Regions from separate parts of the Mus musculus genome. Here all the other regions are linked to region 1. Evidence: chromatin contacts called from public promoter capture Hi-C data. All regions are on one chromosome and are shown on one strand. Each heading gives the region's core, a stretch centred on a gene start, on an enhancer-like site or on the middle of the called end of the contact. The rest is flanking DNA. Distances are from core to core; before and after follow the strand shown.

Region 1 (3,197 bases), core at 555-3,054:
AAGGGAGTGATAGGGTGGTGAGCATTAAGTTAAAGGAGGCTAGCAATGTCAAAGAGTACCACAGAGTTTTATAATACTATGCTAACATCTTGTATGCCCTAGCAGGGTCAGGAAACTCAAACACACCTTCCTTTTTGGCCCCCCTTTTTTTGTTGTTTTTTGCTTTTTCCTTGGTCTTTTCCCCCCGTGTTTCAATCATGGACCTCACAGGTTTCTTAGCTTTTTCAGAATCTTCAAATTTCTTCATGGTAGTGGGAGCACGGATCTTACTGCTCTCCTCTGCTTCACTAAAGAGAAAAGAGACTAGTTGGTCTTTCTACCCATACAAGAGGACAACTCTGACTTAAGAAAAAGATCCCACATATCAAAAGGACTATAAGAAACAAGCTACAAAATGTGACTGGTTTGAACCCATGTAAATATTGATGCGCCACCGACAGGCAGGCACTCTTAAATCATGAAAATTTTCCCTTTGAACGGAGGAAAGCCTCTCACCGAAGGAGCCGCAGGAAGTCATTTTGGAAATCAAATGTGCCATTCAATAGACTTAAAGCACTCTGTTGTTGGATCTCTGTGCGATACTTATCCCGGAACAGTCGGTGCACATCATCTATCAACTTGTCTACATAGGTCAGCGTGAGGATCTTCTGAAAGCCAACCTGTTTATGGAAGGAGACGGAGCCAATAGATCTCCTTACATGCCAGCCCAGAATGGAAGGAAGCCAACTCAACCCAAGCCTCCAGAGATAGGTTTCCTGCCCCGGGAGAGCCAAGCTTACAATCTTACCCAGAAGTCGCTTGCTTTCTCCCCTCCACATTCCTAACTTTTTTCTATCACTTTATCACATACACAATACCCACAATTAATTAGGTTCATCAGTGGGGATGCTGTTGAGAACATAACTTGTCTTTCTAACATACCCCCACTTACCACAAACACCAGCTCAAACTGGTTGTCCAGTTTATACTTGAGTGTGAGAGCCTCATGAGTGAAAGAGTTGTTACCGCCCCGTTCCTGGAAAAAGAGCGTTTCAGCAGTCAGGCTACATCCACAGCAAAACCAGACTTTGGACTACGTTTGGGAAATAACCAGATATAATCCTGCCCTCAACAAGGGAGTTCTGGGACATTTCTAGCACCCCGTGAGAAAAAAAGACAGACAGACAGACACCAGGTAAGGACAAGGGGTAAAGCTGGGACAGGAGACAGGACACGTGGGAGCCAGGAAGTAAACAGTCATATATAAACAATCAGATCTTCTAGCAGCTGTGAACCATCTACTGTTCCTGAAAGGTGTTCTCGCATCCACAGTTTCACCCAACGTCAAAACAGCAGAAAACCACGCTGCTCGGATGAGTGGAGAGGGAGTTCGAGTCCATTAGGACGCCAGAACGTGGCTAGAGCCCCGGAAACGGGAGGAGTGGGGGGCGTCGCAAAGTTTCGGGATACTGTGATCCAGGCAAGGAAGTCGATCCTGGGTGGCCGGTAACCGACCAGTTTGAGGAGATCAGAACGGAAAGTGCGGAGTGACTACTGGAAAGGGGACCACAGTCTGGGTCTGAGGGACGACAGCCCGGAGTTCTGCCCCGCGGGGGTGGTACCTGCAGCAGTACGGAACGAATCAACGCGTTGACGGGCCCGGTGCACGAGTCGCTCACGCCCTGGAAACACCAGAGCACAAGCCCGCCCTTCGAGAAGATGGTGAAGAAGTCAAGCATGACGGAAGCGGGAGAAGACTTGAGGCCGAGACCGGGGCCGGGAACTCGGGCCGCGTCCGCCGCCGCCGCTTCCTGCTGCGCCAAGCGCGGGACACGTCACACCAGCAGCCCCCGGAAACCGGTTCAGCCGCACTTCCGCTACGAGCCTCCGTGGTCCCGCCCCTTTCCCGCTCAGGGCGCGCGAGATGACGTAGACTCAAGCCTGACCAATAGCACACAGGGGCGGGACTCCAGAGGCGATAGCTCCCCTATAGCGTGGAGGGGTGGAGCCTGAAGAGCACTGCCGGCTAATCGGCGCGTTCGTGTCTATTCCCCGTGGCGCGGACCGATGACAGGAAGGACAGAGTCGGCTTGAGGGGAACCCACCTCAAGCTGAAAGAAGCCGGGCTCTAAGGCCATGTTTCGCAGAGCGCTGCGTCTTGGCTTGGGCCCGGGCCTCCCATACCGGGGGCTACGCACACGCAAAGGAGGCTTTACTCTGGGTAAAGCTGAGGGCAGCAGTGGTTCTGGGGAGCCCAAACCCTCCATAGATGTGACCTTCAAGGTTCGACCCCCTGCCTCGTGCGGGCGGGACAGCGAGTTAGCTGGGGGAAGGGGTAGGCTTGCCTACTAAAGGTCAAAGAGCCGAGGCAAGTGTATGGCTCTCAAGGAGGCACTTCCCAGTGGACAATGCCATATAAATGGAAGCTTGCTGGCGATGATGGATAAGGATAAGAAACCATTACAAAGGTGCCCGGCTTTAGAAGGCTGTGCAGTATGAAGTATACTAGGGACTCGTTCCCTGGGCCTGGCATATCTGAGAATGGGGTTCAGGAGGGAGAGAGATCTGCAAGAGCTAAATAATGTGAGTCACATCTCGCTTGATGGGGAAACAGAAAGTAATTTCAGGAAGTTGAATCTTCCAGTGTTAGAGATCCATGATATTGGGGCCTGGTGGGACAAAGACCAAACAACAAAGTTCTAACAATACTGCTGCATATGAGTTGATCTTATGAGAAAGGATGACATTGGAGGTGTGGCAATCCAAATGCCTATTTCAGCCCCCCTTTTCCTGTACCCATCCTCCAACCCCCAACCACGCAGAAAAGAACATAAGTCATCTAACTGTAACTATGTCCTGCAGACTGGGATGCAAAGGTGTCTGACTTTAAGAAGAAGGTTGATTCCATCCTGCCTGGAAAGAAATATGAAGTGCTGTATGACACCAGCCACCTGCCCCCAGAACAGGCGGATGTGGTCATCATAGGAGGTGGGATTCTTGGTCTGTCTGTGGCCTTTTGGCTGAAGAAGCTGGAGAGTAGAAGAGGTGCCATTCGGGTGCTGGTGGTGGAGCAGGACCACACGGTGAGGTCAGGGAGTAAGGGCAGTCATCTTATTGAGGACACAGACTGTGGCATTGAGGGCAGGGACTGTGCTTTGGACTTTGGAGCTTAAGAAATAGTTCCAGGCTCTTCCTCCCTCAACAAAGACCCGCAGCAA
Region 2 (3,348 bases), core at 381-2,880, 2.3 Mb before region 1:
CTATTCTTACTGAGTTTTATGGTTGTTTGCTAATGTGATATTCTCAGTTGTGACTCTTTTTCGTCCCCAGAAAAAGTAGCCTTCACTATGAGAAGTGAACACTAGGTAAACACAATGTAATGTTTTCAATGAAAACTGGGAGAAACTCTGAGCAGACACTAGTAAGAGGGAAGAGCTTAACTAAAGTACAGCTCCTTGTCTGCAAAGGCAGATACGAAGGCCTAGACAACGCATTAGAAACAGTAAACCGATATGCAGGCTGATGGTAAAATTAACCCACATTAAGCCTCCACATTTAAACATGCTGATGCATAAGGATGGCCAGATGCATACTCGGTTTTACTTGTCCGCATCCGGGCACCCTAACTAAAGCAGAAAAAACCTGGGTGACAAGAGAGGGCTTCCTCAGAATTAGAAGCCTCCTGACTCTCAAGGCAACCTGACTCTGAAAAGATCGCCAGTCCAAATTCCAAAAGAACCTTCAAGCAGACTAACGTTCAAGGTGTCCTCTACTGTCCTCTACCTCCACGATAACAATACACGACCTTTCTTTCACTAAGCCTTTCCAGCTCTCCAAAAGCACCTCAAATCTTGCTAGTCCTTGTATCACCTCAACTGACAAGCAAAGCGACTGACACAAAAGGCCAGCCGTCCCAATGCTCTATTCTTGAAACTTCAGCAAAGGAAAAAAATCTTACACTGGGCGCTCATCCGGCCCTCTGCTACCCTTCCTCAATTCCATCCCAGCTGGAAAGCTTCAGTCTGGGAGCCCCTCTATCTGGGAACAAAGCAGTGCGGGCGACAGCACCCGCGACAGTTGCGGGCCCCGCGCACAATGAGAGAAACTACCAACTTCAGAGCGCAGGAACATCCTCAATTGGCAAGAAAGAGGGGCGGCGGCAGACACGCCCAACTTCAAACTCAGGAAACCTACGGGCTGGCGGCCATCTGGAAAGAAGCGCCCCTTCCCAGGGAGAGAAGAAAGAGGCGGAGCAGACACAAGGGATACCCGGGGCCCGGGAGGGGAGCCCCGCGCTCGGCCCGGCCCCCGCCCCCAGGCCCGTTTCCCCGCCTTCTCTGCCTCTGGTTCGCAGCCCCGGGCAGAGCGGCCGGTTACCTTGATGCGCTCCCGGCACTGGGACGGGGTCCGCTCGTAGCCCAGCTCGGCCAGGGCCCGGGACACGCGCTCGTACATGGCCGGCCCAGGGGCCTTGCTGCCGAATACCGTGCCGGCTCCCTCCAGCTGCTGGTACCGCGCCTCCACCAGCCGCTCGTTGCCCCATACAGCGATGAGCGCGTTCGTCTCTGCCGGCGTCCACGACATACCCCGGCAGGCGGCGGCAGCGGCCGCCGCAGCCCCGCCACTGCCGCCGCCGGGCGAGAAGGAGACCGAGGACGAGGCAGCGCCGCGGCCCCCCAGCCCCAGCCCGAGACCCCCGGACGCCGCGGCCCCCGAGCCCGCCGCGCTGCCGGGCCCGAGAGGGGAGGCTCCCCGAGGCGTGGAAGGGTCGGACAGCGATGGGTTCCCGTCGCTCAGGTCGCCGGGAGACGCCGGGGAAAGCACCTCCATCTTCGGAATTTTGAGCGGCGAGTTGGCGGGCAGCTCCGAGCCACAGGGCGCAGCCATCTTCCAAGCCGCCGCCGCTGCACCGCCCGGAAGTGACGCACCCCTGCATCCGGCCACCGGGGTCTCCGGGGCTGCCCTGGGGCCTGGCTCGGGGCTGAGTGGCTCGCCGCGGTCAGAGGGCCCGGAGGATGTGTCTGGCTGGCCCAAGCAGCCCGCAAATCTTCGCCTTTCCCCTCCAGCCAGCTGGTGCCGGCCGCTCCTCTCCCGGGAGGAGAAGCTGGGACCCGGCGCACCCAAGCTCCGAGCAGAGAAGGGTGGGGGCATGAGGGCGCGGGAGTGAAGGACTGGTTGGAGCCTCCCCACTTCCTTTCCAATCTCAACCCTCACAACAGGGGTGAGGCCCGCGAGGGCCTCGAATTAAGGACGAATTGGCTATTTCTGTTTTCCTGTCTCCGCCCCTGAGCCTATCCTCCCTCTAAGCCCGCCTTTAGGTACGGGAACCGAGGTCCAGACTGGAGACTAGGAAACCCTACAAAGGGTATGTGGAGGAAGGCAAAGCGGGAAGGCTGCTTGCAGTGGTTCTGGACAAGACTTTCGAGAACAGATATGAGTTAGAGTTTGCACGCTTTAGCTTTTCAAGAAACTCAGCCTCTATAGCAACTCTGATTGCACTCACGTGTTCTGCTAGGCAAACACCCTGTCACTGAGCCACACCCACAAGCTTCGTTTCGTTTGTTTTCTTGTTCCTCTGAGTAACTGTGTAGCCAATGATAAAGTAAATGTCTTTCTTGCTTTTATACAGTATCTATAATGGGGACATGAAAGAGCTCCAGAGCCCAGCAGAATAGCTACTCCGGTACCTCAGTCCACTGGGATTTGGGACTGGTTTAAAATTTCCCAGTCAAGTTCAAGGAAATGAAACTGTTCCTGTGACCTAGTAGTAAATTAGCACTCATCACTCACTCCTGAATATTTCCGTAAAGTCTTGAACATTGAAGTATCATATAGCTATAAGATATAACCTTGTTTGTGTGGTATTATTTTGGTTTTTGACACAAGGTTTTTCTGTGTTATCCTGGCTGTCCTGGAACTAAGTCTATAGACCAGGCTGGCCTCAAACTCCGCCTGCCGCCTCTGCCTCTGGAATGTTGGGATTAAAGGCCTGAGCTGCCACCACCACCTAGTCAATTTCCATATTCTTTAAAGCTGGAAATCCTGTTTATCTCAGATCATTAACTTTAAAACCTCAGTAGTGGCAGAAAGATGCCTCAACCAGTACAGGTATTTGCTGCCAAGCCCGCCCAATGACTGAAGACAACCTGCTCTCATGACTTGTTCTTTGACCGTCATACATGGGACATGCCACCCATATCCCCACACTTACACACAAAATTAAACTTCATTTTAAAATGTGTTCGTTTAGTTTTATGTGTATAAACGTTTGCCTATGTGTGTATGTGTGAAGGGGCCTGATGTTGGTAACGGTCAGCAAAAGGCATCAGATCCCTTAGAACTGGAATTACAAGACTTGCAAGCCATCTGCAGGTTCTGAGTCCCTTGTAAGAGTAACTAATGAGTAATCTCTCCAGGCCCCACGCAAGATAATTTAAAAAAAAGGGGGGGGGGGTGTTTGTTTGTTTGTTGGTTGGTTTTGGTTTGTTTTGTTTTGTTTGTTTTTTGTTTTTTCGAGACAGGGTTTCTCTGTTATAGCCCTGGCTGTCCTGGCACTCACTTTGTAGACCAGGCTGGCCTAGAACTCAGAAATCCGCCTGCCTCTGTTT
Region 3 (2,879 bases), core at 83-2,582, 2.0 Mb before region 1:
GTGTGTCTTCTGTTTAATCAGGAGTGTTTGCCACCTGGGTTTGAAGTGCCCAGGGCAGATGAGAGCTTAAAGTCATGTTACCTATTTTGATACCCATGTATGCCCCACTTCACTAAATGGTAAAAAAGGGATGTGGAGTTTATTTATTTAGTGTGTGTATGTATGTCTATTTTATTTGGTACATTTGCCTGTGTATGCACATATGATGGCCAGAATAGGACCCTGAGTGTCTTCTGTCATTCTCCATTATTGTCTTACAACAGGGTTTCTTACTGAATAACAGACACTCGGTTTGGGGGGCTGGCTGGCTGGCCAGTGAGGCTTTCAAGCTCTACTTGTCTTCCTCTCCTAGTGCTGAGGTCAGTGGCCTGGGCAGCCATGCCTGCTTTTTTATGTGCATGCTGGAGATTCAAACTCCGGTTCTCATGCTTGCACAGGAAGTGCTCTTACTGAGCCATCTCCCTAGACCCTGTACTTAGGGATTTCACTGAATTGTACTACATGATACTCTTGGTTTCCAGCATTTTACACGACATGGCATTTGTGCCTCCTGCCTATTGCCTTCTCCTTCCTCTAATCCTTTACCCCTGCCCTTGACTTGTTGCCTTTATTTCTGGCACTAGACCCATACTCCCAACTGCTGGTATTATCCAAGGGTTTTATAACTCTGCTTACCCTTTTTCTGCTTGATACCAGGGCTGACAAGCCAAGCCCATTATCCTGAGTCCACTGTTTGGTGGAGTTGTTACTGCACCTCCTTGACCTTGCTCTGAATACTGGACACTCCTAAGAGTTAGGAGTGGGTGGGGTAAGGGCTAAACCCATTCCTATTTTATGTACTATTAAAAAGTTTACTTTTGAGGCGAATACTTTCCCTTTCCACCCTCAGTATTTTGCCCTTGGTTTCGTACACAAGAATCTCGTCGCAGCTTCTTTTTATAGGTGGAAATTTACTCTGAATCTTTAAGCTAGAGGCAGTCATTTTTATGAGCACGGAAGACCCTTGTAGCTCTTCACTGCCACCTGGCTGCGTGCCTGGAAAGTGGAGATTGGAGTATTGGCAACATAGTTAGTTACTGGCTAGTGGAGCTTTAGGAAAGCTCCAGCAGACTCAGTGAACTCAGATTCGTCTGAGCAAGCAGAACCAGAACCTGAGAGGTGGGTTTGGGGATCATTTTCCTCCCTGAGACACTTCCAGGGCTCCCAAAGAGAGCCCGCAGATCATGAGTCAGCGCGGTGGTCCCACTGCGTTCACTTACACAGAGCACCGGATTTGCTTTGTGTCAGGGCACAGAACTGCTCAAGACAGGTAGCACTGCAGGAAACCCAACGTCACACAGAGTTGATGACTTGTAGGACTGCTGTTTTCAGTTCCCCATCCCCTCGTGGGTAGTGAAATGGAAAAGCCCAGACAAGAAAGAGGAGCCCCAGGAAACTCAAGACTGCTGGTTTCTGACTAGGAGAGAAAGTTCGAGAAAACAGATGGCAGTACATAGAAAACAGTGGCTAGTGAGCACAGAGGGATAGCTAGGACTTGCACTCGGCGCGACCTAGAGGGCAGGCCGGTCATGTTCAAGGGGCGGAGGCTCTGGCCATGGGCCTGCCTGGGGCGGGCCAGTCGGCGGGGCATTTAAATCGCTGCCGCCGCTGGCCGGGACGCGCGCCGGCTCTGCACCCTCCATAGTCTCAGCTTCGAGTGCCGGCGCCTCAAGATGCGGTCCTCCCTGGCTCCTGGTGTCTGGTTCCTTCGCGCCTTCTCTAGGGACAGCTGGTGAGCAGGGCTGGGGAGGGAGGCTGCCAAGACGCGCAGAGACTTGCTCGGGCGGCGGATGTTTCTGCTTGTCCCTGGAGTGGGGGATGGGGTTCTAGTTCTATCTGGCAGGGCTCCTTCGGTGGCGCAGGCGTGGAAGTTTAGTAACACAGAACTATTAATTCCACATTAGCCCAGACTTCTGTCTAACCCCGGTGAAGAACAAACAGGGTGCCTAGGAGTCTTCATCCTTTTTGGTTTGCCACCCCGTATCTGCAAACACAAGCGCACAAGCGGGTACCTGTGGAGTGCCTCCAAGTCTTATCTGTGTATTTGGAGGATCCGGATTTGCCTTTGAGGAACCCAGGCCAAGAACTGGTAGAATATAAATGGAGCCAGAGAGCTTAAGGCCCCTATTGATTAGATTAGTTAACAAGCCAGAAATCACTGGTTCTATTAAGCCTGTCTGACCCTTCCAGTCTCAGGGATACCTAGCTAGGGCAAGATCTCTGGGATCAGAGCTGCAGCTGCTCCAACACTGGGTGGTCACCCTTAAAAGCATGAGCTGGCATTGACAGCAGCTGCTCCCAGGACCACAAGGTCACCCTTGTGCTGGGAGAAGAGGTTTTAGCCAATCTCCATTGAGCTTTTGGAGCAGTGTACTTGGTCTGCAAGAGGTGGGGAAGGAAGAGTGTTAAAACATTTTGTTAGTTACCGTCATTTATAAACTATAAAACTTAACAAAATAGCCAGTTGCTGGCTTCTAAAAAAAACAAAACAAAAACAAAACAGATGACACAGCAATCTCAAATCTAAATTCTCAAACTAAACTAAGGGTCAGATTGGGCAGATACTTAGTCATCAATTTGGCCTGGTTTTAAAATAAGTCATTTTGTTTCAAGGTCTCTCAGGCTAATAATCATCTAAAACATTCTTTAGATGGTTTATGTGGTCCTTTCTACATTTGGAACTATTAAACAGTTTTATGTTTTCAGAAAGAGAGAAAATGTCTCTCAAAAGGAGATGAACACGAGAGTGAGAGCGTGTACTGCCCTCATAATGAAGGAGCTAGAAGATGTCATAATTGGGTAGAAAGAGAATTCAAGGGGAGGGGAGAGTTGCCGTAAGG
Region 4 (3,234 bases), core at 377-2,876, 2.8 Mb after region 1:
AATCCCTCGGTAGCATGACCTCTTATGATGGGATGCCCTTGTTTCTGACCCTGACCCCGCCCCTGCTCCTCCTTGCTTGCTTCAACAAACAGGAAGTTGACAACCTACCTTGACTTAATCCTTTTCTGAGCCAGAGCCCTCTGTTCAGCTACCCCTCTGGCCACTTGTCTTCTGGGGAGAGGTCCCACAGGAAGACCCTACACAGATCTGAGGAGAGCCATTGCACTCAGCTCTGCTGTCTTAATTAAGAATCTGAATTAAGATCTGAACAAGCTATTTGCTTTGGGGTGTGCAAACATGGTTCTTCATTTCCAGCCAAAATATAGAAAGAGAAATTGTAGTAAAAAGTGAAATTCAAGTGAAAACCAAGTCAGGTAGAGCAAATTTTTAAACAAGTTCCAACAACAACAACAAAATTGAATATCTACTCAAACAATTTCAGTTTCATCAAAATTTAATAAAAAATGTGGACTGAAAGGCTTCAAGAACTGTTAAATTAATTCTTTTTAATTCATTAATAATTACTATTATAATTGAAAAAAGCAGTGTGTTTTTAAAAAGGAGTGACTTCATAGCTAAAATACAAATTCTGCTTAGTGTTGACATTTTCAAGCTTAAAATCACAGAGTTTTGGTAGAAGGGAAGAGAGCCCAGCAGCCCAACCCACTCTTCATAGCTGAGAAAACAAATACCCAGAGGTTGTCCAAACCATGATTTAGTTCATGACATAGCTGGGACTAGAACCCAGGCTACCTAATGGTTTTTATAGTCCATCGGAAAACTCAGACATGCGTAATGTCTTCAGCATTAGAAAGATCTATTAATGGCTAGTAATTGCTGAGGAACCTGCTTTAAGCATGTTTAATAAGCAATCCTTCAGTTCATTCACTGCCTGGTTGAATTTAGCCAGATGCTTTCCAAACGTGTGGGCGATTTTGTTTGGGGGGTAGTGACAGCATAATCTAAAAGTTTAGAAACCAGGTATGAAGCAAGAGTGCTATTACTCGTCTACGTTGACTGGGCCATAACTTTGATCAAGGCCTCTAATCAAGCTTTCCTATGGCCCTGAGATAAAAGTAGGAACCGTTGAAGTCTCCTTCATCTTGATGCTGCTCTCAGATTATTTGCTGAGGAATGAAGTAAGCTTTTTTTTTCTTTCTAGATCCTTATCAGATCCTGGGGCCAACCAGCAGCCGCCTAGCAAACCCTGGTGAGTTAACTTGAACCTGCAAGCCTTTCCCTCCAGAGCATTCGTTATATCTGTAAGGTTACACAGAAACCTTACTCCTCGGTACGGTACAGGCACCTGTCTGGAGACTGCATGGGCTTCCTTAGTCAAATATTCAACTGTGCACAAACAAGAGGCAGGGCCTGTTCATGAGTAGCAGGGTCTGCTGCCACAAGACGTTTCTGGAGAACAAGCACCTCTGGACAGAGGTTTATGTCCATGGCAAATGACTCAGATGGAAGCTCCCCGTTAGGGAAGCTATTCTCAGTTATTCCTCATCCAGGGCTCATGGATAAATGTCCCCAAGTGTTGTGGTTTTGACTTGAGTGCTATAGTTATCCAGCCTTTGAAAAAGGAAGTGCAAGCATCCCAAGAGAGTTGCACACACAATGAACGTGACAAGATGTGAAGGATTCACTATTAAAAATAACTCTCGGATGTGTTCTTCTAAACCCAAACCATGGAGATGGGGAGCTCAAGGCAACAAAAGCCAGGCCCACGTGCCTGCTGCACCTGCAGTGCTACAAGCTCGCTGGGCCTCCTCCCTAACCTTTAGCTAAACCATTCCTGCCCAGAAGATAAAAAGCCATCCAGCATCCAGCCCCTCCCGTTGCCTCTGCCCATGCGGAACTGAACACTAAGAGCCGTGCACTTTTCTGGAAAACAGCCCAGCTTAGTGAACCCCAATTCTATGAGGTGCCTTCTCTCTGCTCTACCCCACAGCCACCCCCCAAGAGGTTCTTGGATACTTGACACTCTTTAAGGCCAATGTTGAATAGTTTGAGGGATTTCAGCACTAAATGGAGATTAGATAGTGACTCAGGTCTAGGTAGAAAGGTCTAAGGGGAGGGTCAAAAATCTTAACAAAAGGATGTGGAAAGTTGGCTTCCCTGAGATCCTAAGAGCTTGGGACAAAGCCAGCATTCACCACAACCATCCTTTGGGACAATCTGTCTTAAGATCTAACCTTGCTTACTACGCTCATTTTGGCGGCGGCAGTAGAGTAACAGTATATACTGTACCCTTTTTTTAAGATTTATTTATTTTATTTACGTGAGTACACTGTATCTGTCTTCAGACACACCAGAAGAGGGCATCAGATCCTATTATAGATGGTTGTGAGCCACCATGTGGTTGCTGGGAATTAAACTGAGGACCTCTGGAAGAGCAGTCAGTGCTCTTAACCGCTGAGCCTTCTCTCCAGCTCCATAATGTACCTTTTGAAACTAGCTGGATAAGCCCGTCTTTGATGATGAGCAAGCTTTTGAAGTGATGGGTGTGTGAATTGCCCCTCTGTGATTGTCAACCACTATGTATGTCTGTCAAAATATCACCACATGCCCTGTAAACGTGTACAATTATCATGTGCCTATTTCTGTTTTCTAAAGGAAAACATAAAGGGTTGTCTCCACTTTCCTTTTTTGTTTTGTTATTTGTTTGTTTGTTGTTGTTGTTTGTTTGTTTGTTTGTTTGTTTGTTTTTCCAGATAGGGTTTCTGTGTAGCAGAGCCCTGGCTGTCTTGAACTCCTAGACCAGGCTAACCCCCAACTCACAGAGATCCACTTGCCTCTGCCTCCCAAGTGCTAGGATCAAAGGTATGTGCCACCATGCCTAACCAATAAAGGTTGTGGTGGTGGTGGTTGTTCTTGTTGTGGGGAAAGGACATGAGTTGTCATGTTTAGGAATCAGAACTGAGACTACTGTTCTTCTGTTTCCTCCTGCATGCAGGGAGTGGGCAGATCCAGCTGTGGCAGTTTCTCCTGGAACTACTGTCCGACAGCGCCAACGCCAGCTGTATCACCTGGGAGGGGACCAACGGGGAGTTCAAAATGACGGACCCTGATGAGGTGGCCAGGCGCTGGGGAGAGCGGAAGAGCAAGCCCAACATGAATTATGACAAGCTGAGCCGGGCCCTCCGATACTACTATGACAAAAACATTATGACCAAAGTGCATGGCAAAAGGTATGCCTACAAGTTTGACTTCCATGGCATTGCCCAGGCCCTG
Region 5 (3,303 bases), core at 388-2,887, 2.1 Mb before region 1:
TGTGTGTGTGTGTGTGTGTGTGTGTGTGTCACAGAAGCCTTCAATGTCTCTCATTCTTAATTATGAGTCTGCAGTCATTGATACCACTGCAAAAGAAGCTTCCTTGTCCAGAACAGGCAGAAGCAGCATGCATGGATCATAGACTTTCACATGGTTTCCAGTGGCATGGACTTCCTCATGGTCTCCAGTAGCCCCATGGACCACAGATCCCAACATGGTCCCCAGGATTGCAGTATAGTCATGCCTCACCCATCCCCCACCAGCCTTCAGAAAAATTGGTCCCACTCACATTCTTAAAATGCATCCCACTCACATTCTTTTTAAAAATATGTTTTTACCAATTCTTTGAGCATTTCCCACAATGTGTCTTGATCATTTTCACCTCAATTCCCTTAAGTCCTCCCAGATTCAGCCATACCGCACTTAAACATTCTATGTGTGTAGCATGCACAAGGTCTTGGGTTTGATTCCCAGCCCCCTTCCTTTCTCTCTTAACAACAGAACAGCCCCACCACAGTAATAAGTTAGTCATTTGCTTGATTAAGTCACACTAATGCAAATGAGAGAGAAAGAGAGAGAGATTGTCTTTCTGACTTTGAAGAGGTACACTGCTTGGTGGTGAGGGTCACATGGCAAGGCACTATGTCACTTTTAGGAGCTAAGAGCCATCAACAGCCAGCAAAGGAGCAGGAACCTCAGTCCTATCCCCACAGGAACCTACACGCTTGGAAGGGGAATGTGAATTCCAGCTAGGAAAACAGAGTAAACAACAGGTTGTCATATGTTGGAGAATGAGACACAGAAGTGAAGGAAGTCAATGAAAGTAGCCAGCCTATCATGCAGATTTCCATTGTGGATTTCCATTGTGGACAATTAGGATTTAACCTTCCTGAGGACTCTGGAAAGCAGTGAAGAATGTGTCTCAGACTTATCCAACCCCATTGCGGGGCAAGAAAGGTGGGATACTTATCCATCACTAACTACATCACTACTACCAGACATGGTCAGAGCTGCTGCTGAGGGTAAAAGCAGGATAATTTCCCAGACATCTACACAGGACCTTCTATGGAAACATCCCACCCAAGTGTCTTTCCTTTCGTAACTCCCTGCCCCCACACTGTGTGTGTGTGTTTGTTTCTTTCTGTTCAACTGACTCTGTACTTGTAGTTATTAATCCATTTTTCCTAGCACCTACTTTAACGAATATAAATAACCTTATTTTACAAAGAAAACCTAAACTTCCAAAGGGTTAGCAACTTGCTAAGAAGATCATGTAGCTACGACAGATTAAACCAAGGACTCCAGATTGACAATCAAGAAAACTTAGGCCTTTCTCTGTATTAGTGGCCTAATCGATGCATGAAGTCCTTCTCCCATGTACTTGAATCTCAACTCTGGTCCAGCTTTTTACCGCCATCTTAGTAACTAAGTTCAGGATGTGAGACAGCCCTTTTTGCTCCCTCCTTGTTCCCTCCCCACTATTGCCAAAGGTATTTTTAGTTTTGATTCGTAAGCCTGTGCACAAATAGTGCTGTAGTTGCTGCTTTTCTCAGTTCAATTCGATGTGGTGGAGAGAGGCTGCAGGGCAAACAGCAGCCAGCTAGTTTGTAGAGCTGAGAAGCGTTGCCTGGGAAACAAGGAATTTGTGTGCAGTTTTGTTGTGAGGAGGCAGGGCTGGGCCTCACCAGCAACTTCTGAACACAAGAGGCAGATTAAGTAGCTCTCTCAGTGCAAAACAAGCTTTTTGAAGCTTGGACAGTGAGGAATGGCCCTCTCCAAGGACATTCCCCCCCCCCTCCTTTCTTTCTAAAGTTTCCCTAGGTGGCCTTATCTAAGTGGCTTCTGAGAAATATCAAATAGAAAGTAGAGGAGTCAGAAGGCATCCCCTCCCCTTCCTAGGCCCATCACCCTGAACAGGGGGTTGGCTGCCTGGATATTTGTCTATATATGATAAGACACTCAGAGGAAAGGGTTTCTGAGGAGATATGTATCTCCAAATGCTGCAGGGTTTCTTAGGAGAAATATGTAATGCCCCCAAGGGATCCAGGGCTCCTGGGTAAAGTTTGAGAGGTTGAAAGAAGGTGCACTCATTTCTGTCCTGGAAGCTGAAAACACATCAAAGTCTTTTGTGCTGAGAGTAAATATTTGATTTCTGAATAGAATTTCCACCCCCTCAGAAACCCAGAGGAACTTAGACTTGTGGCTATGGTTGCTAAACGTGCCCTATTCAAGAAGCTCTCCAGAGGAACAAAGGGAAGAAATTAATTGGCCTTAAAGAGTTGGAGAGAACCAGCCAGCTTTCTCTGACCTACTTAAGATGCTGCCCTCGAAACTTAAGGCTGTTCTAGGGAGCATCTCTGGAGCCCCATGCTTGTAAGGCTTTGGTGTTGGCTATAAACAGGCTGTGAATCACAGGAAGCCACAGATGATGCCCACTCCTCAAAAGCACCATTGTCTCCTTTCTCTTTGGTCCTCAGATGGTGTCCACCCACCAACACCATCCCAGGCAAGGGTTCCTTCTCCATCTCCCTTCTCATCCGCCTCTCAATGAGGGAGGCACAGAAATGAAAATTAGCTGGCCAGCATCCAATAATTGCCTACTGTGTGAAAAGAACTCTATGTCCTAAACATTAAGAATGGTGGACCACGGGGAGGGAAGCGGCATATTCAAAAGCAGTAACTGGCCTCGGCAGGAGCTCAGTGGTGGAGCATGCGCTTGGCATGCACAAGGCCCTGGGATCAGTCCCAGCACCCAAAATCAAAATCAGTAATAGTTGGCACTATCCCTATTTAGGAGCTTAAGTACAGTTGGGGAAGCTGTATCTAAACTTCCAGTGAGTAGTAGATTAGTAGTAGTACATTTGGATTGCTATTTACAAATTACTTTTAAGTATGTGTGTGTGTGTGTGTGTGTGTGTGTGTGTGTGTGTGTGCTGTGCACATGTGCGTGTGCATGTGTGTTTTAATAATAGAATCTCCTTCAGTAAGTCTGGCCTCAAATGTACTATGTAGATATGTAAAATCTTGAACTGCTTGATCCTCCTGCCTCCATCTTCTGAAAGCTAGGATTATGGCTGTTTCTCAGTTTTGTGTGAGGATGGGGATCCAAGCCAGGGCTTCATGCATTCTAGGCAAGCATACTACTATCTGCCCTCAGCCAGGTTCCAAAGAAAGCAGTGAGTAGAAAGAAAGAGTGTGCTTAGGGACTGCAGAGGTAGCTCAGCCGTGAAGACCAACCACTTCCTGTGATTCCAGAGGACCTGAATTGGCTTCCAATGCTCACAGTGGGCAGCTCACAACCTC
Region 6 (2,957 bases), core at 182-2,681, 2.7 Mb after region 1:
GAGCGCAATTGCTCCTGAAGAAATAAAGAATTAATAAGTCACCTTCTTGCCGCCGTGGACACCCTCTTGATTTTTTTTTCCTTTCCAATTTATTCGGATCTGCTCTGGAATTTTTCCCCTCTTTTCCCGGGAGGACTCTTAAATAATAGTGAGAAAGTCCACAGCGTGGTCTGAAGAGCGTGGAAAAAGGTAACCTGTTTTCAAAGTCTGGGAGATGGGAGTCAGGCCGCCAGCGCCGATACCCCAGAGAAGCCTTAACAAGAGAGCTCCTGGGTCCAGCAGGGGAGGCGCGGGGGATAGCAGAAAGAACCGAGCCGGTAAAGCGGGCCACGCCGCTGGTTGGGAATGACAGTCCCTAGCTTGGACCCTTAGACTGCCCGTTCTCATCCAAGGTGGGGTCTCTGCTGAGCCGCGGCTCGCCGCGCTCCTGGGTCCTGCTGCGTAGTGTGGAGGGCAAGCTCGCCCTGGTGTCAGTTCCTTGGGGGCTGCGATGGTATTGAAGAACTTGGGCCGTCGGGTCCTGATAGGTGAGAGAATTTAACTCAAAAAGCCTAGGTTGTGGCTGGTCTACCTCCTTAGCGGGCTGTGGAGCCCGGAGTCGAGGCGCGCCAAAGCATGGGCATCTCTCTGCTAACAAAGCTTGAGGTATTGAGCCCTTGACAGGTCAGGTCCGCGGGACCCAGAATTCGCTTTGAGCCTATCCGGAGACCAGCGCTTAGATGCAAAAACTCTCTTCGGCTCCTCTCTTTCTTTCTTTCTTTCTTTCTTTCTTTCTTTCTTTCTTTCTTTCTTTCTTTCTTTCTTCCTTCCTTCCTTCCTTCCTTCCTTCCTTCCTTCCTTCCTTCCTTCCTTTTTAAAAATAGTAGGTTTGCCTTGATCTGCATCCGAATCTCCCCTGGCGGTCAGCATCGCCAGGTTATCCCCTGTTCTAACAAACTCTTCCGCCGTCTTCCTCCCATCCCCAAAAAAGTTTGACTCCGGCTGGAAAAAGCATTAATGAATGTATCTGTGGGAAGAAACGGAAAGTGAATGAGTCAGGAGGGCCACCTTCGGCCAAAGGCCCAAGGGAAAGGAAAGAGGCCAGAGGCGTTTGGCTTTGGATTTGGGGGGAAGGTGATGGGGGAGTTGCAGACTTCAGGAATCAGGGAGCGGATACTGGGCGTGGACCCCGTCATTGTTCCTGGCCAGCTCTTATCTCCCAGGAGCAAGTATCCTGTGTGCGCAGTGCATGAATGTAACTGGGCATCCCGCGTATATTTATATAGCGAGTGATGCGAAAAGCAGGGCGAGGAGAGGACGAGGGGGTGTGGGGGAGGGAAGACAAGAGAGAGCAGAGAGTGGAGAGGGCGAGATGAGAGAGAGAGAGAGAGAGAGAGAGAGAGAGAGAGAGAGAGAGAGAGAGAGAGAGATAGGACTTCCTCCCCGATCGCAAAGTGAAGTCACTTCCCAAAATTAGCTGAAAAAAAGTTTCATCCGGTTAACTGTCTCTTTTTCGATCCGCTACAACAACAAACGTGCACAGGGGAGCGAGGGCAGGGCGCTCGCAGGGGGCACTCAGAGAGGGCCCAGGGCGCCAAAGAGGCCGCGCCGGGCTAATCTGAAGGGGCTACGAGGTCAGGCTGTAACCGGGTCAATGTGTGGAATATTGGGGGGCTCGGCTGCAGACTTGGCCAAATGGACGGGACTATTAAGGTAAGCGGCTGGGCAGTGGGCGCGGGGAGAGGGCCGACCGGGGCGGCGGGAGGGCTGGGCGCCGGGGTCCCGGAAGACGTGGCCGCTCTCCCTTCCTTCCGCGCCCCGGCTTCGCGCGGTCTCCTCCGGGTGGCGAGTCCCCCATTCCGAGGAGGCCGGCCAGCCTTCCCGCCCAGGGCGATCTACCCCTCACTCCTTGCGCCACTGTGGAATCCCGCAGGCTCCCACTGTGCCGCCCGAAGGGGCTGCGAGACCCGGCAGCTGAAACCTGGGGACCCGGGGCGCGGAGCAGAGTCTCGGGCGGGAGATCGCCGGGTCGGTTCCCACCCGGCACCCAGACGACCTGGCCCCGGCGCCAGGCACTAGTCTGGCGGCCAGCTTCCTCACGCCAGAGGCCGAGATCTGCGCGGGCAGGAGCAGCGTTCGCCTCTGGCTGGGGTCCCCCGACCCTCCGAGCGAGTTGGAGGAGTAGTTGCGGGAGGGCAAGGGGTGCAAGGGAGGGTGTCTGAGGATCCGGCTGAGCCGGCGGGTCCAGATGGAAGACCCTGTTTACTTGTCAGCCAGACCGGTTTCTCTTCCCCCCTTCTCACTGCTGCTGCCCGGCAGTTGCGGACGCCGGCTGCCTGGAGCTAACGGGCCCGCCTCGCAGTTCCTCGGGTTAGGAATCTCCTTGCTCTCCGGCTCCTCAGTGCCTCAGATCCCGCACACTGTGCGTGCGCCTGCTTTAGAGCAAGGGATCCAGGAGCTGTCCTCTCAGTAAGAATTAAACTCCTTCAACAGCTGTCCCCCTGCGGTGGCTGGTTCAGAGTCTATGGCCTGGGGCTTGCCGATTGCACCCCCACCCCCACCCGCCACCCGCGCCGGCCCAGCTTGGGTCTAGGTTGCAAAGTGCAGACCAGCAGACCTGTGAGTCTGGGTTCCCTGTCACGCTTCAGAAAGGCCGAGTGCTCCCTCCGAAAGGGGGAAGTAGGGCCAGGAGCAGAGACGAGGGACACCCCCTAACGTGACTAGCCTAAGAGGACTTAGGAGAATGAATGAGAGCAGACGTTAGCTTCAAGGCTGCATATCAAGCAGGAATTGCTCTGGAAAAACTATCAGGCTGGTGAGGTGGGGACTGGCAGAGCCGCCATTCTCCAGAACCCAGAGGAATCCACTTCCCTCTCATGGCTTGATGAAGAGGAGGTGAAGGTGTTGTTGGCTTTAGAGAATTTAACAGATTTTTATCTTCTGGGTGGGGTCAGAGTGTTTTTATTTTCTAAGAGTCT
Region 7 (2,904 bases), core at 273-2,772, 2.3 Mb before region 1:
CTCTGGATCTTTGATATGACAAAATCAAACTCAAAAGCTGAAAGAGAAAAAGGAGGGGCCACGGGTGACCTACAGAGGATGCCTGTGATGTTCAGGCAGCCAATATAGGTTTTTCCTCCCTTGCTTGGAGGCTGACATTGCCCTCTCCAACACAGTAAGGGCCAAGCTGAGGAAGAATGCAGAAAAGAAACAGAAGCTGAGGTTGAAGGTGCAAAAGCAGAGCTGAGAAGCTGAAGGCACAGGAAACACTCCAAGCTTTGGAGGGAAGGGCACAGAAGCTCTGAGACTCATATTTGGGAACCTAAGATCTCATGCCCTCAACACCACTAGGACACAGACCAGGCCGAAAGAAACCATGGGTGGGAGCAGGGAGATCCCCATCAATGTCACTGAATCTACTCTACATTCTTCCAGGTCTTACTTGCTCTGACATCCTCTAGCCCAAGGAAGAAGTTAAAGCGAGGATTCTAAACCCAGAGAGCAAAACAGCCTGGGGAATAGCTTATAAGGGACTTAGTTCCTACTGAGTCATTTCTCTCCAGATATAGTACTGGGTGGGCCACCTCCAGCTCCTGCTTAAGATAGTTGTCCTGGAGAGCTCACCCAAACACTTGTTTCAGGAGGTCCCCTTCCTCTTGGACCCTTTGGCACCCTCTCCCTATTTTCCTTGTTCCTTTGGATCTGAGAAAAGATAAGGACGATGGTAGACCTGATGGTAGGCTGTGTGCTGGAGTCTGAGCAACTGACCTCTTCCCGAATTTCCTGTGTCCAAATGACCTCATGGTCAGGCTTTGGGGGCATCTCCTTTGATTTCCAGGGCAGGAAGCAGGAAGGAAAGAAAAGAGCTTGGTGGGGAAATGCTGGGACGTGAAGTACTGCTTGAAGTACTTGCGTCAAGACTGAGGACCAGGCATTCCCTCAGGGATCTTTCACATCAGCTTGAATGAGGGGTGCGGGGAGGGGGGACTGGAACTAAGTCCTTAAGCCTTTAGTCACTGTCTCATCCAGTGCCTCAGCTTATCCAGCTGTGATGAGTGGGGGTAGAGAGTAGACAGGAATAACTGCCTTAACTCATCCCAGAGGTCTTGGCTGGAGATGCCTTTATCCCCCTCCCCAACACCACACACCACACCAAAGCTGGAAGCCGTTCTAGCCATAGAAGGCAGAAAGTGTAGCACCAACCAGTGATGTCCAGAAGTGGAGAGTAATGAGGAAAGACAAGAATGTCAAACAAAAATCCCTTCAAACCCACTCTCTAAAGTCCTCCCCTAGGATCAGATTTACCTGATCAAAGCCCTCCAGACCCGGTGTTTGACTCACCAAGGGTACTCAGTCCCAGGAACAAAACCCGCAGCAAGCTGGTCTCGGGGGTTCCAGCCTGAAGAATCATGGCCCTCCTTGGCCCGGAGTACTCAGGGAGAGTTGGACACACGGTGTCTACAGGTGTTGTGGGTGAGCGGCGGCAACCCGAATGTGCACAGGAACCAGGCTACTGACCAGGGTGGCTCCAACCCAAGTCAGCGGGTGTGCGGATGGGGAGGTGGGGTGGAGACCGACTGGACAGTGGGCGGGGCATTCAAAGGGGTGGAGAGGTCACCGTCCTGCCGGGCGCGGCGCGCTAGTGACTCGCAGCGGGGGAAGAGAGCTCTCCCCAGGCTCAAACAGCCGGATCCGCCGGCCTCTACCTCATACCTCCAGGGCAGGTGTCAGGAATAGAGGGTGAAAAAGGAGGAATGGGGGCGGGGGGACTAACCTAAATTTAAGAAGTGACCCCGACCCGACAATAAAAGCCCTGTATCTGGGGTCAGAACGGCCGCTCCAAGCCTGGCGTGCGGCATCCCGAATCAAAGCAGAGCAGCCTTCTCGGAGGAAGAGGGGAGCCCCCACGTTGTGTAGTGTGGGTTCAGCTGGGTTAGGAGCAGCCGCTGAAATGGGGATTCGAACTTTATTAGCCCACACCTCTCTCCGCCCGGTTCAGGCCCGAGGCTTCTGGGGAAGACATCCAACATAGCCCTGACGCCACAGGCCTTCCTGCTCCTAAGGCTAGAGAGGGGCTGGTTCTCCAGAGTTCCAGAAACCGAGGCCCGAGGCGGAGTGTATGGGGGTCTGGGGGGAGTCTCGGACCTTTGCCTCATGAAAACACGGAAGACCTGGTACAAGGGAGGTGAGCAGGAAACTGAGGCAACAGTCACAGGCTTAATGCTGACCAGGGAGGAGGGAGCAGCTGCAGGAGGACGGGATATAAATAATGTCTTTCCCTTCTGTACAGCCGCTGGTGTCTTCGCAACCGCCCATCCTTGTAGTGAACGGCTTAGGCCAGTTCTGATCCTTTAATTCCCAGGACTAGATCTTTCCGCTGTGAATTTAATTTCAACCCCACACCCCACCCATGTCATTGGGGGCGGGGATGGGGGTGGCGGCACCTCTGCGCCCCCTGATGGCCCGGGCTGCTTCAGCAGGGGGAACGCACCGGTTCCAGCCTAACAGCCAATAAATAAAAATATGCTTCAAGTATTTGGGCAGGGCTTTGCTGCGCAGGACAGAAGGCATAGCCACGAATGTCTGACGTGGCCTGTTCCGAGGGAGCAGAACTGTCAGGCAGTAGAGGCAGCCTGGCCTCCTCATCTCTACACACCCCATCAGCTCCAGTGTTGTGCAATGGCTTTTCCTACCTAAAGAGCCCCAGCCTGGCTCCTCTTCAAATACCAGTCATGCAGTGGCTCTACGAAATGCCTATACAAACACTAGACTGCCCCTGACATCTATGGAATCTACCTCTTTGGCAGCTCAGCTTTCAAACTTTGTACTGTCAAAAGGTGATGTTAGGGATGGGCTGTCTTGGTTTTCCTTGCCTATCAGATTTTTCTAGATTTGAGAATACTAAAAACATTTTTTAAAAAGTGT

What was found. Promoter capture Hi-C pulls out the DNA fragments that hold promoters and counts their contacts.
Region 2: a promoter capture Hi-C map of liver shows a contact between it and region 1, with 6 times the contacts expected there. The contact joins the promoter of Msantd2 here to the promoter of Srpr in region 1. A contact is called at or near these places in 4 of 39 promoter capture datasets (hippocampal neurons, liver and pre-B cells), 1 of 115 datasets of contacts at active chromatin or transcription factors (pro-B cells) and 1 of 9 other capture datasets (liver).
Region 3: a promoter capture Hi-C map of pre-B cells shows a contact between it and region 1. The contact joins the promoter of Slc37a2 here to the promoter of Srpr in region 1. A contact is called at or near these places in 1 of 39 promoter capture datasets (pre-B cells) and 1 of 9 other capture datasets (macrophages).
Region 4: a promoter capture Hi-C map of pre-B cells shows a contact between it and region 1, with 4 times the contacts expected there. The contact joins the enhancer-like site here to the promoter of Srpr in region 1. A contact is called at or near these places in 3 of 39 promoter capture datasets (the C10 cell line, pre-B cells and stem cell-derived epiblast-like cells), 1 of 115 datasets of contacts at active chromatin or transcription factors (astrocytes) and 1 of 9 other capture datasets (adipose tissue).
Region 5: a contact with region 1 is called in a promoter capture Hi-C map of frontonasal cranial neural crest. The contact joins the enhancer-like site here to the promoter of Srpr in region 1. A contact is called at or near these places in 4 of 39 promoter capture datasets (cranial neural crest, frontonasal cranial neural crest, liver and 1 more) and 1 of 115 datasets of contacts at active chromatin or transcription factors (astrocytes).
Region 6: a promoter capture Hi-C map of pre-B cells shows a contact between it and region 1. The contact joins the promoter of Fli1 here to the promoter of Srpr in region 1. A contact is called at or near these places in 2 of 39 promoter capture datasets (neutrophils and pre-B cells) and 2 of 115 datasets of contacts at active chromatin or transcription factors (astrocytes and large pre-B cells).
Region 7: a contact with region 1 is called in a promoter capture Hi-C map of liver, with 2.8 times the contacts expected there. The contact joins the promoter of Esam here to the promoter of Srpr in region 1. A contact is called at or near these places in 1 of 39 promoter capture datasets (liver) and 2 of 115 datasets of contacts at active chromatin or transcription factors (astrocytes and stem cell-derived neural progenitor cells).

The regions. Positions count from the first base shown.
Region 1 is chr9:35,209,810-35,213,006 of GRCm38.p6, reverse strand. It overlaps Srpr (signal recognition particle receptor ('docking protein')), which reads right to left and starts at 1,804. Exons shown (of 14, transcript NM_026130.1): 1 at 1,602-1,804; 2 at 932-1,015; 3 at 496-659; 4 at 127-287. The coding sequence starts at 1,718. Foxred1 (FAD-dependent oxidoreductase domain containing 1) reads left to right here and starts at 1,952. Exons shown (of 11, transcript NM_001291448.1): 1 at 1,952-2,200; 2 at 2,842-3,062. The coding sequence starts at 2,116.
Region 2 is chr9:37,487,603-37,490,950 of GRCm38.p6, reverse strand. It overlaps Msantd2 (Myb/SANT-like DNA-binding domain containing 2), which reads right to left and starts at 1,630. Exons shown (of 4, transcript NM_146222.2): 1 at 1,118-1,630. The coding sequence starts at 1,627.
Region 3 is chr9:37,254,191-37,257,069 of GRCm38.p6, reverse strand. It overlaps Slc37a2 (solute carrier family 37 (glycerol-3-phosphate transporter), member 2), which reads left to right and starts at 1,332. Exons shown (of 19, transcript NM_001145960.1): 1 at 1,332-1,771. The coding sequence starts at 1,713.
Region 4 is chr9:32,424,028-32,427,261 of GRCm38.p6, reverse strand. Fli1 (Friend leukemia integration 1) reads left to right here. Exons shown (of 9, transcript NM_008026.5): 8 at 1,163-1,210; 9 at 2,957-3,234. Among named protein-coding and RNA genes, the nearest start is that of Gm31755, 14 kb to the right of the region's middle. Within about 2 kb of position 1,626, at least 4 of the 459 cell types and tissues checked have an H3K27ac peak or open chromatin away from gene starts, as enhancers often do. A contact at or near this core is called in pre-B cells, where this site is marked.
Region 5 is chr9:37,358,160-37,361,462 of GRCm38.p6, reverse strand. No RefSeq gene overlaps it. Among named protein-coding and RNA genes, the nearest start is that of Hepacam, 7.8 kb to the left of the region's middle. Within about 2 kb of position 1,637, at least 135 of the 459 cell types and tissues checked have an H3K27ac peak or open chromatin away from gene starts, as enhancers often do. A contact at or near this core is called in astrocytes, where this site is marked.
Region 6 is chr9:32,539,926-32,542,882 of GRCm38.p6, reverse strand. Fli1 (Friend leukemia integration 1) reads left to right here and starts at 1,431. Exons shown (of 9, transcript NM_008026.5): 1 at 1,431-1,692. The coding sequence starts at 1,675.
Region 7 is chr9:37,526,707-37,529,610 of GRCm38.p6, reverse strand. It overlaps Esam (endothelial cell-specific adhesion molecule), which reads right to left and starts at 1,522. Exons shown (of 7, transcript NM_027102.3): 1 at 1,321-1,522. The coding sequence starts at 1,390.